Regions from separate parts of the Sus scrofa genome. Here regions 1 and 2 are each linked to region 3. A link is a contact called in public HiChIP or PLAC-seq data. All regions are on one chromosome and are shown on one strand. Each heading gives the region's core, a stretch centred on a gene start, on an enhancer-like site or on the middle of the called end of the contact. The rest is flanking DNA. Distances are from core to core; before and after follow the strand shown. Region 1 has its middle 360 kb from the start of C4H8orf34. Region 2 has its middle 390 kb from the start of C4H8orf34. Region 3 overlaps SULF1 (extracellular sulfatase Sulf-1).

The links. HiChIP or PLAC-seq counts read pairs in DNA pulled down with a chosen protein or histone mark.
Region 1: an H3K27ac HiChIP or PLAC-seq map of alveolar macrophages shows a contact between it and region 3. The contact joins two enhancer-like sites. A contact is called at or near these places in 14 of 47 Hi-C or Micro-C datasets (alveolar macrophages, embryonic fibroblasts, fetal heart ventricle and 9 more) and 2 of 2 datasets of contacts at active chromatin or transcription factors (alveolar macrophages and skeletal muscle).
Region 2: an H3K27ac HiChIP or PLAC-seq map of alveolar macrophages shows a contact between it and region 3. The contact joins two enhancer-like sites. A contact is called at or near these places in 6 of 47 Hi-C or Micro-C datasets (alveolar macrophages, embryonic fibroblasts, fetal heart ventricle and 3 more) and 1 of 2 datasets of contacts at active chromatin or transcription factors (alveolar macrophages).

What each region holds. Positions count from the first base shown.
Region 1 is chr4:66,271,679-66,274,529 of Sscrofa11.1, reverse strand. No RefSeq gene overlaps it. Among named protein-coding and RNA genes, the nearest start is that of C4H8orf34, 360 kb to the left of the region's middle. Within about 2 kb of position 1,324, at least 15 of the 83 cell types and tissues checked have an H3K27ac peak or open chromatin away from gene starts, as enhancers often do. A contact at or near this core is called in alveolar macrophages and retroperitoneal adipose tissue, where this site is marked.
Region 2 is chr4:66,249,471-66,252,396 of Sscrofa11.1, reverse strand. No RefSeq gene overlaps it. Among named protein-coding and RNA genes, the nearest start is that of C4H8orf34, 390 kb to the left of the region's middle. Within about 2 kb of position 1,601, at least 5 of the 83 cell types and tissues checked have an H3K27ac peak or open chromatin away from gene starts, as enhancers often do. A contact at or near this core is called in alveolar macrophages, where this site is marked.
Region 3 is chr4:65,638,723-65,641,809 of Sscrofa11.1, reverse strand. SULF1 (extracellular sulfatase Sulf-1) reads left to right here. Exons shown (of 22, transcript XM_021089268.1): 10 at 1,293-1,421; 11 at 1,693-1,749; 12 at 2,546-2,675. Among named protein-coding and RNA genes, the nearest start is that of SULF1, 140 kb to the left of the region's middle. Within about 2 kb of position 1,524, at least 7 of the 83 cell types and tissues checked have an H3K27ac peak or open chromatin away from gene starts, as enhancers often do. A contact at or near this core is called in alveolar macrophages and retroperitoneal adipose tissue, where this site is marked.

The DNA of each region.
Region 1 (2,851 bases), core at 75-2,574, 630 kb before region 3:
TAAGATGAGGGGAAGATGTTGAGGTCAGCTGGGGACATGTTGAGATTATACTGGGGACATAGCCAAGACTTTGAGCATCGTCACCACAATCAAACAGAGCATAACAGAAATCAGAGCAGTAGATGGCATCACCCAGTGAAAGCATGTGTGGTGGGAACAGGACAAGCCTCAGGAACACACACACTAACACTTAAGGGACTGAAAAAAAGTGATTTCAAGAGGAAAGGTTTTATGTACACTGGACAGAGTGGGTGGCCCACACACTGTTTCTAGGAAGCAGAAGGTCAAAAGCAATGCACTTCAAGATCCCTGGTTCCTGTAAGCACAGCTGGATTTCAGGCAAGAGACAAGCATGGCCCCATGTGTGGGACACCTTTAGTGGTCTAGTTTAATGAGTCTGTAGAAACTTCCTGTGGGTTGATGGAATAAAAAGCAGCTATATGAGAGTGGGAGGGAGGATGGAAGAAACAGAGTTTCCCTTATTTAGGGAACAAAAACTAAGGTGTTACCAATTTGGGGTCTTTTTCGTCAGTGGGTGGAGACCTTTCCCTCGAAAATTCCTCCTTCTTTGCTTAATAGTGATGATGAGAGAACTGAAGTCTTTAGGGAAAGACTTAAGAACCTGCTACAGTGTTTTTATCTTCCTCTTTTCCTTCAGAGTCATTAAGCAGAGGTTTTTAGGTGGATACAAGGAAAACAACCATTGCCTGCTGCTGAACTCCGAGTCTTGTAAGGCCCTCCTTTGAGAGTGGAGGAGTGTCAGTCATCTTTCTTGGTCTTATGCACAGAGCTGTTCCCTTGCTGTAAATCGGGGCTTGTCATTTCTGTAAATGCTTTCTGATTTTTTGACTTACTTTTGGCCCACTCACCACTGCTTTTTTTGTTCATTTCTTTTAAATGTCCATGATGACTTCTTGTCTCTTTTGAGTCCTTGATGTTTGTAGAAGCAATCTCTGCAAAGCCAACTTGGGTGGATTTGGATACAAGCAAAAGCTTTGGTTTGGCAACTCTTCTCACTATTTTAATCATTTAATATGTGTCTGAAGATCCCTGAGTGCTTTGTGCAAGATTACAATGGTAATATGACTCAGGTTCTGAAAAATCTGGCAGATACACAGCACTTTTTTCTCAAAAACTGCCTATAGCCAAGGCAAGGGGAGGTGGTGACTGAGCAGTATACACGGCTTCTGGGGGCAGGGGGGGGGGGCGGGGAATGGCCAACTGATGGACTAAAAGCAGAAGTTCTGCAAGAGTTTGCCACCAACTTCCCTGTAGCCCTGCAGTGTCCAGCACAGCACTTTACAGCTGTGCCTGAAGGCCCAGTCACAAACCACAGGCATTTGACCGAATGACTCGCCCCAAATTTACCCCGGGCTCCTGAGTGAAAGGGGAACTTTTGCACTGGTGGAAATTTTATGACCATATTTTGCAAAACATTTTTAGGTAAAGATCATGAGCGTGTACAGGAAAAATTCCTTAGAGCGTAATGAGGATCATATGATCAGTGGCTTAAACTGAGCTGTGGAAAGATGTGTTTCATTGTGGAAAACAAATATGCATGTGTCTTAAGTTATGAGTCAGGTTTTAGCATCTTTTATAGACTTACTGTTTGCACTTGCCGTTCAATAGCTTTCGCTGGGTCTGTGAGAGAGGTTAGTGTCGCTTACCGGATATAGTTCTCTCCTCTTCTTCCTGGCATGTGGAAAGATGTCCTGGCCCCCGGCAGTTAGGCAGGGTTGTGTGACTAACTGACCAGCAGGCCAGCAGTGGGAGTGCTGCTTCCCAGCCCAAGGCATTAGTAGAGGTGCGAGTTCTCCATACTCTTTTTTTCTTCCTCCTCCCTGCTTCTGTGATTTTGGATGTTATAAACTCAGACAGCAGAGTCTAAAGATGTTTGCATTCATGACTATGTGCAGAGTTCCTGCTGATTTGTAATAACAGGAAATATGAGTGAGTAATAAATCTTTATTCAGCCAGGGAAGTTAGGGGTTTATTTATTCCTATAGCACAGTATGCCTCATTTAGAATAACACTAGATCACCTTCTCTCCTTGCCAAAGATGATAGCTTCGAAATATGCAATTCTAGGTCATACTAACTTAGCGTTTGTAGGCATTCCTGAACTTTGAGCAAGTATATCTGACCGTGGTCCTTTTAAAGAAATGACCAGTTAGTTGGACATTGAGAAAAGCTGATTGTAACTACATACACTCATAAAATAGATTAAAATGTCTATCTAAAATAGGCTTACCTTGACTCATTCTGATACTTTCAAAAGTGATTTCAAAGGATTTAGCGCTTGTACAGATAACCATATTTCCAAGATAGTCATGTCATTTCATTTAGGATTACATGTCATAAATCTTTCAACGATTTGGGGTTTAAATGATTCTAGAATGTCAAGATAGCATCAAATTTCACCTGGAAAATAAGGGAGTTGGCTTCCCAAGGCTATGAGGTTTACCATAGAGTAAAGAGGATATTACATTTCCGTAGGTAGATCCAAGCCATAGAACACCAGGTTTTATGGAACTGAGTGTATAATTCCATATGTAGTATTGATACATTTTTAACACCTTTTTCTCTTTGATTTGTTATACTCCAGAGACAGAATTGTCTGCTTTGGAAAATTCTTTTGATACCGACAGTCATAAACGTCATTGGAAAATTGTTTACACAGGAAATCTTTGCCAAGAACAGCCAGATTTAAACATAGCCTTCATATTGGAAGGAATATTATTATGCCAAAACATAGTCATGTTGAAGGGAAAAGGCAAGGATAGTGTATTGTAGTAATAAGGCCATATGGTTTGTTCAGAAACGGGTGATTGAACGCGTGCTGTACTCCCCTG
Region 2 (2,926 bases), core at 352-2,851, 610 kb before region 3:
GATTGTAACATCTTACTAATTCCCTTATTAATTAATACATTAATACATTTGATAAGACCTTTTACATTGTTTCCTTTTACATTCTTGGGAGTCAAGCTTTTATCTTTTAAAAAACACTGTTGTACACCCATAAATGAAAGAAAATTTATTAAGTAAATTAAAAAAAATAGATAAAGCTGATCCAGGCTTTACGACTATTTAAGATTTAAAACAAAACAAAACACTATCCTTTAACATAAATATATCTTAGTAATATAATTATCATCACTTCCATTAAATTGCAGTTTCCTGGAGTGGGGGGGGGTGACATGACTACTACTTAATACATGTTAAACAAATACAAAGAATAAATGTCTCATTTTTGTGCTTTCAGATGCAACCTGAAATATGGAGAGTCAGTAACGTAATTGCATCCCCTTTTTTGGGGGAGAGCCAAACCGGCAGCATATGGAAGTTCCCAGGCCGGGGGTTGAAATGGAGCTGCAGCAGCCAGCCTACACCACAGATCACAGCAACGCTGGATCCTTAACCCGCTGAGCAAGGCCAGGGGTCGAACCCTCATCCTCATGGATCCTAGTTAGGTTCATTACTGTTGCGCCATAATGGGAGCTCCTGTGTGTCACATTTTTAAAAGTACAGACCCCTTCGGAGACTCTGTTGGAAGGGTAAAACTTTACCATATGTGTGGACAAATACAATGTAATTATAAGGGAGCCGAATTTGCCTCCTCAAAAATGTACCTTTGGCGTAAGGATTGTTTAGGCTGGTTGTTTAAGAAACAGCAGACATGGGAGGAACTCCGAAAACCAAAACCAAATACAAGTCGTCCTTCTTTAGAACATTTACAGTCTAAGGCAAATCTCTGATTATAAGGGTGTCTCCCTTCTTGTAACCAAGAAGAGGGGAGTGACTTTATCACCAAAAACTCGTATCAACAGAGAAGTCAAGGACTTAAACCTGCCTAACAGCCTTACCCCAGTGCTCTGTCCTTTTCCTGGTGGCCTCCAAGAATGGCCTCTCCATTCCCTCAACATCCTCTTTTGACCTCAGCTGAAGGTCGCATTTCAGGGGATGGATGGCTTTGCACGTTTGGGCCAAATACTGTTTTCCCGTGTCTCTCTCATGGTATATAGAAAGTATACATGTTACTAAACTTCGGTTTTCTCCTATTTAATCTGTCTTATATCAATTTGATTATTAGACCAGCTAAAGAAGTGAGAAGGGAAGAAGGAAATTTTTTTTCCTCTCTGACACAATGCATGCCATTTTTAATGATTTAAGGGAATTTCCAAGTTTATTTGGGCCCCATACCCCATCATCCTGTTAAAAACAGCCTGAAATGCTGAATTGTGTAATCTTTGTTGAGTGAGCCACTTTGGAACTCCATATCCTTGGTTTTATCTCTTCAGCTAAGAAAAATAGTTCAACCAAACAAAACAGCATATTCTGTCTCATTTTACAATCGCTCTGTCATAAGAGTCATAACAACAAACAGTCTTTAGTTTATGTCAAGGATGAGCTTTTAAATATTCCTATTCCGAGCCAGTTCCTCTACCATTGCTTAATGACTAAGTGTAATTCAAGTATGTGGATAAACACAATACATGCAGAATGCAGATGTCATAAAATGGGGAAGAGCTAGAATTTTGGAAAGAAGTCACATGCCCTGGTTTGAAGGAACCGAGACATTTGCCTTCTAAAGATGTTTCATTTTTGTAAGAAACACATTTAGGGGTTGATGATGTAAAATTCCTCTTTGAGGGCAAGACAAAATTATTCTCTGCCTGTTTGGGCCTGATCCCTCCCTGGTAGGGTGCATCATGCATCTGTATTATGTGTTAACCAGACATCCCCAAGGGCAGAAATACCTTCTCTGCCAGAAAGGTCAATTTTTCTTCTTCTGGCACCAGCCAGGTAACTCCTTAGAAGATACCATTGCTTACTTATGGTCTTATTAATGTTACTAGTTGTAGGACTTGTATTCTGCCTATTTGATAAGATTGCTCTTTCTTGTGCGAGATAAAACTCCTATTTTATGGCTAGGCAAGAAAAATTTAAACATAAAAAATTGTCTCTGCCCTTTGGCCTCCTCTCTCCCCCACTGTGCAGGGACCTAACCTCCCCCGTGGGCAGAAATACCTGCTCAACCAGAAAAAGCAACATTCTCCAGCGCCTACAAGACAACTCCTTAAAGATAACATTCCTTCTTGATCTTGTAAGGGGCCAAGTGAGCTTTAGCTCTGGATTGTGTAAACTCTCAATAACACATCATTTAATGTAGAGCCCTCTGTCTCAAAAGACTTAGATAACTGTGCCTTGACCTCTAAGGGGTAGGACAGTCCTTTCTGAGATGCTCTTCCCAGGTTATAATCCTCAAATTTGGCCCAAATCAGATTTTCCATTCCTTTCTTAGATCAACTGATAGTATTACCAAATGTGACTGAACCTTTGATAAAAATAATGACGAGGAGTTCCTGTTAAGGCTCAGTGGGTTATGAACCTGACAGAGTATCCATGAGGATGTAGGTTCAATCTCTGTCCTTGCTCAGTGAGTTAAGGATCTAGCACCTGTGGCTGTGACGTAGGCTGGAAACTGCAGCTCTAATTCAACCCCTGGCTGGGGAACTTCCATATGTGACAGAAGAGACCATAAAAAGAAAAAATAATAATAATGATGATGAGTAGGCAACTTGAAAGGATGGGCCAAATACACTGTTGAAGAAGATCAATGATTGGAAGAGTATAGTTCTAAATATGTGAAGAAGCAACAAGAAGGAACCAGTTCCTGGGCCGTAATAGACAGTAAGACAGACAGTCTGGAGGGGCTTTTAGTTACTGTTGACAGGTCCTTGTCCAATAACAGCACATTGAGTGGCCTATAAACAAAATTCTCACGTAACCCTGATATGAGCTTTCTTAGAGCCAT
Region 3 (3,087 bases), core at 275-2,774:
TAGCCATAAAAAATAATTTAAAAAAATCATAACCAGGACCATCCTCTTGGGTTTTTTTAAAAACGTATTACTAAAGAATTGTTTTAAGAAAATCAAATTTTAAAACATTCATTTAAATTTTAAGAATCCTAAAGACTGGAATTCTATCCCTGTCACCTTCAGCAAGTCACTGCATCCCTTTGTAGCTCGGTATTCCCATCAAAAAATGGTTATCATATGCCCTGCCAATCACATCAGAATGTTTTGTATAAAATGAGATCATGTACATGAAACAATTACAGAAAGAATGAGGGAGTTTTCTGGTGGCCGAGTGGTTAAAGACTCAGGATTGTCACTGCTGTGGCTCAGGTTCTATCCCTGGCCTGGGAACTTCCCTTTCTTGAAGTAACCACTAGGTGATCATTATAGTTTCTATGTTTTGAATTGCATGTATCTCTCAGATTGATTAAGAATATTCTGGGAGTTCCCTGATGGCTCACTGGGTTAAGGATCCAGTGTTGTCACTTCTGTGGCGAGAGTTTGATCCCTGACCTGGGAATTTCCAAATGCTGCCTGTGAGGAAAAAAAAAAAGGGTGAAGGAAAAGAGTGCAAGGAAAATTCAAAAGCTGGATCAGCCCTTAATGAGCACCCTGCCTGGACCCCTGATTTCACAGGGAAGAAGCTCCACAGACCATGTATGCACACTGGTCCTAGAAGTAGCAGCAGTGGGGCTCAGGTCTTAGACATTCTGAGTCACATCCACCCCATCTCACTCATTCCAACTGCTGCATTATCTGCATCCTTGGGGGAGGGGCTGGCAGTCAACAGGGTCACTTTGAAGCATGTTACTGTGTCTCTCAGATCATTAGACACCCCTGGAGGATCATCAGATCTACAGTTAGAAGGCTTTCTGTTTGAAAGACTAGGTTGCAAGGACTGAATTCAAGTATAAAAACCTTGTGTCCTTTTTCAGAAGACTGATTGCAAAGCCCCAGTTCAACAGAGAAGTGATGGGCTGTCGGGTTTCAAAAGAAAGTATACATCGGAGAAAAACCAAATATCAGGTCCCAGAGTGTCTGCCGTGAGGGCAGGGCTTAGGGATGCAGGCATTTTTCCAGCCTGACCCACTGTGAGAGTTGGTTAATCTTGTCCCACCCTGCCTGCTAACCACTCAGAAGCCCTCCCATCCCTAGGGGGACCAATGGAGAGGCTGAGAAGCAGTGAGGGCCAGTGAGTCATGGGATGGAGAAAGGGCTTAGTGGCACCCTCCACTGGTGCTGGCTCCATCATGTAACCACTTGTCCCTTTGCAGAGTCCCACAGATCGTTCTAAACATTGACCTGGCCCCAACCATCCTGGACATTGCTGGGCTCGACACGCCTCCCGACGTGGATGGCAAGTCTGTCCTCAAGCTTCTGGACCTGGAGAAACCAGGTAACAGGTGCGTCAATGTCCTTCCCCTCAGCCAGCGCCGGGCACTCCAGCTCCCAGAGGTGGCCAGCAGCTGGAAGAAGTGGAGGCAAAATAGGCTTTGCCCCTGAGGATCGCCCCGAGCTGAGACTTTTTTTCGGCTGTTTGTAAACAGCATATTGATGGAGACGCAGTCCTGGTCTGCGGGGAGTGAGAGGTGTTGCTTTAAATAAACTGTTACCACTGATCCATTTGGAAAAACGCCCGGATGCCAATGGTAAATATTATTATTTTGCTTTCAGGTTTCGAACAAACAAGAAGGCCAAAATTTGGCGTGATACATTCCTCGTGGAAAGAGGGTAATTATTGGTTTCTGGGGTGCTTCTGGGAACCAGTCCTAGTGGGCAGCTCTCCCTGCTGAGAATGTTTTTCCCCTCATTTTGGTTTCCTAAGCGTGTGGATTTCGTAAACCTGGTCATAAGACGGAATGGTTTGCTGCTCATCCTCCACTGGCCGGCAGAGCAATGAGCGTTGCATCAGAATTGTGAAGAAAATTAAATTTTTATAAGATGAGACTGCAGCCCTTATATGGCTATGAATTTACCATTGCGTTTCTCTGCCTGGTTTCCTAAATGGACCAGAATATTGACTTTCTCAACCGTCTTCCCAAGTTCTGCCTGACACTTCTGCTTTTTTTCCTTATATGCCTTTCCTCGTTTTGAATATACAAATATATCAGATTGCAATTGCTCCATAGTCACTTCTGGGGTTCCGCTTTTGATTTGTAATTCCCGTTGTCTTTGTTTTTCTCCATATTTACGCTGAGCAAGAGAAAACCATTTCTATCATTCATTATAACCAAAAAGAACTTTGAGCCTATAAAGTTAAAAACATGTATGCCCCAAGTTTTGAAAGGAATGCTTTTGGAGAAAATAATTCTTCCTCTCCTGATTTCTCCTCTTCATAGTACCCAGCTTTTAATTTTTGCCAGGGATTCATGAAATGTTGAACTCCCATGGGTAGAGCCACACTGTCTATTTCTTGCTGTTTGGAGAATGTGAGGTCATGTGACAGGGAGAAAAAGAACAGGCAGGTCCCTGCAAAGGTCATTTCAGATCACATTTCCTATAAGAGGCTTTCCCCTTTCTGTCAAAGGAAATTTCTGCGTAAGAAGGAAGATTCCAACAAGAACATCCAACAGTCAAATCACCTGCCCAAATATGAGAGGGTTAAAGAACTGTGCCAGCAGGCCAGGTACCAGACCGCCTGTGAACAACCTGGGCAGGTGAGTGACACGGCTTTTTTGCACCGCCACTTATGTGCTTCTCCATTTCAAATGTAAAAGATTTTCAACCTGTAAGATTATGTACACTCATGTATAGATAAGCTTCTCATCGTAGTCGTGGAATGCTCCCTGTGAGACCTTTTCCCTGACAGAGCAGTGTCTAACTGGTCTAAGCTGGGTCTCCTCATCACTCCTTGAGCCTGAGCGTCCTCCAGTGAAGAGAGAGAGTGCATTCAGAGAGACTTGTAGGTATCCACGCAATTAGCCAACATCAGTTCAAGAGAGCAGATCTGTGACAGGGAGAGTCTGGTTAGAAAGATCAGGAGCTCCCGTTGTGACGCAGTGGTTAACGAATCTGACTAGGAACCATGAGGTTGTGGGTTCGATCCCTGCCCTTGCTCGGTGGGTTAAG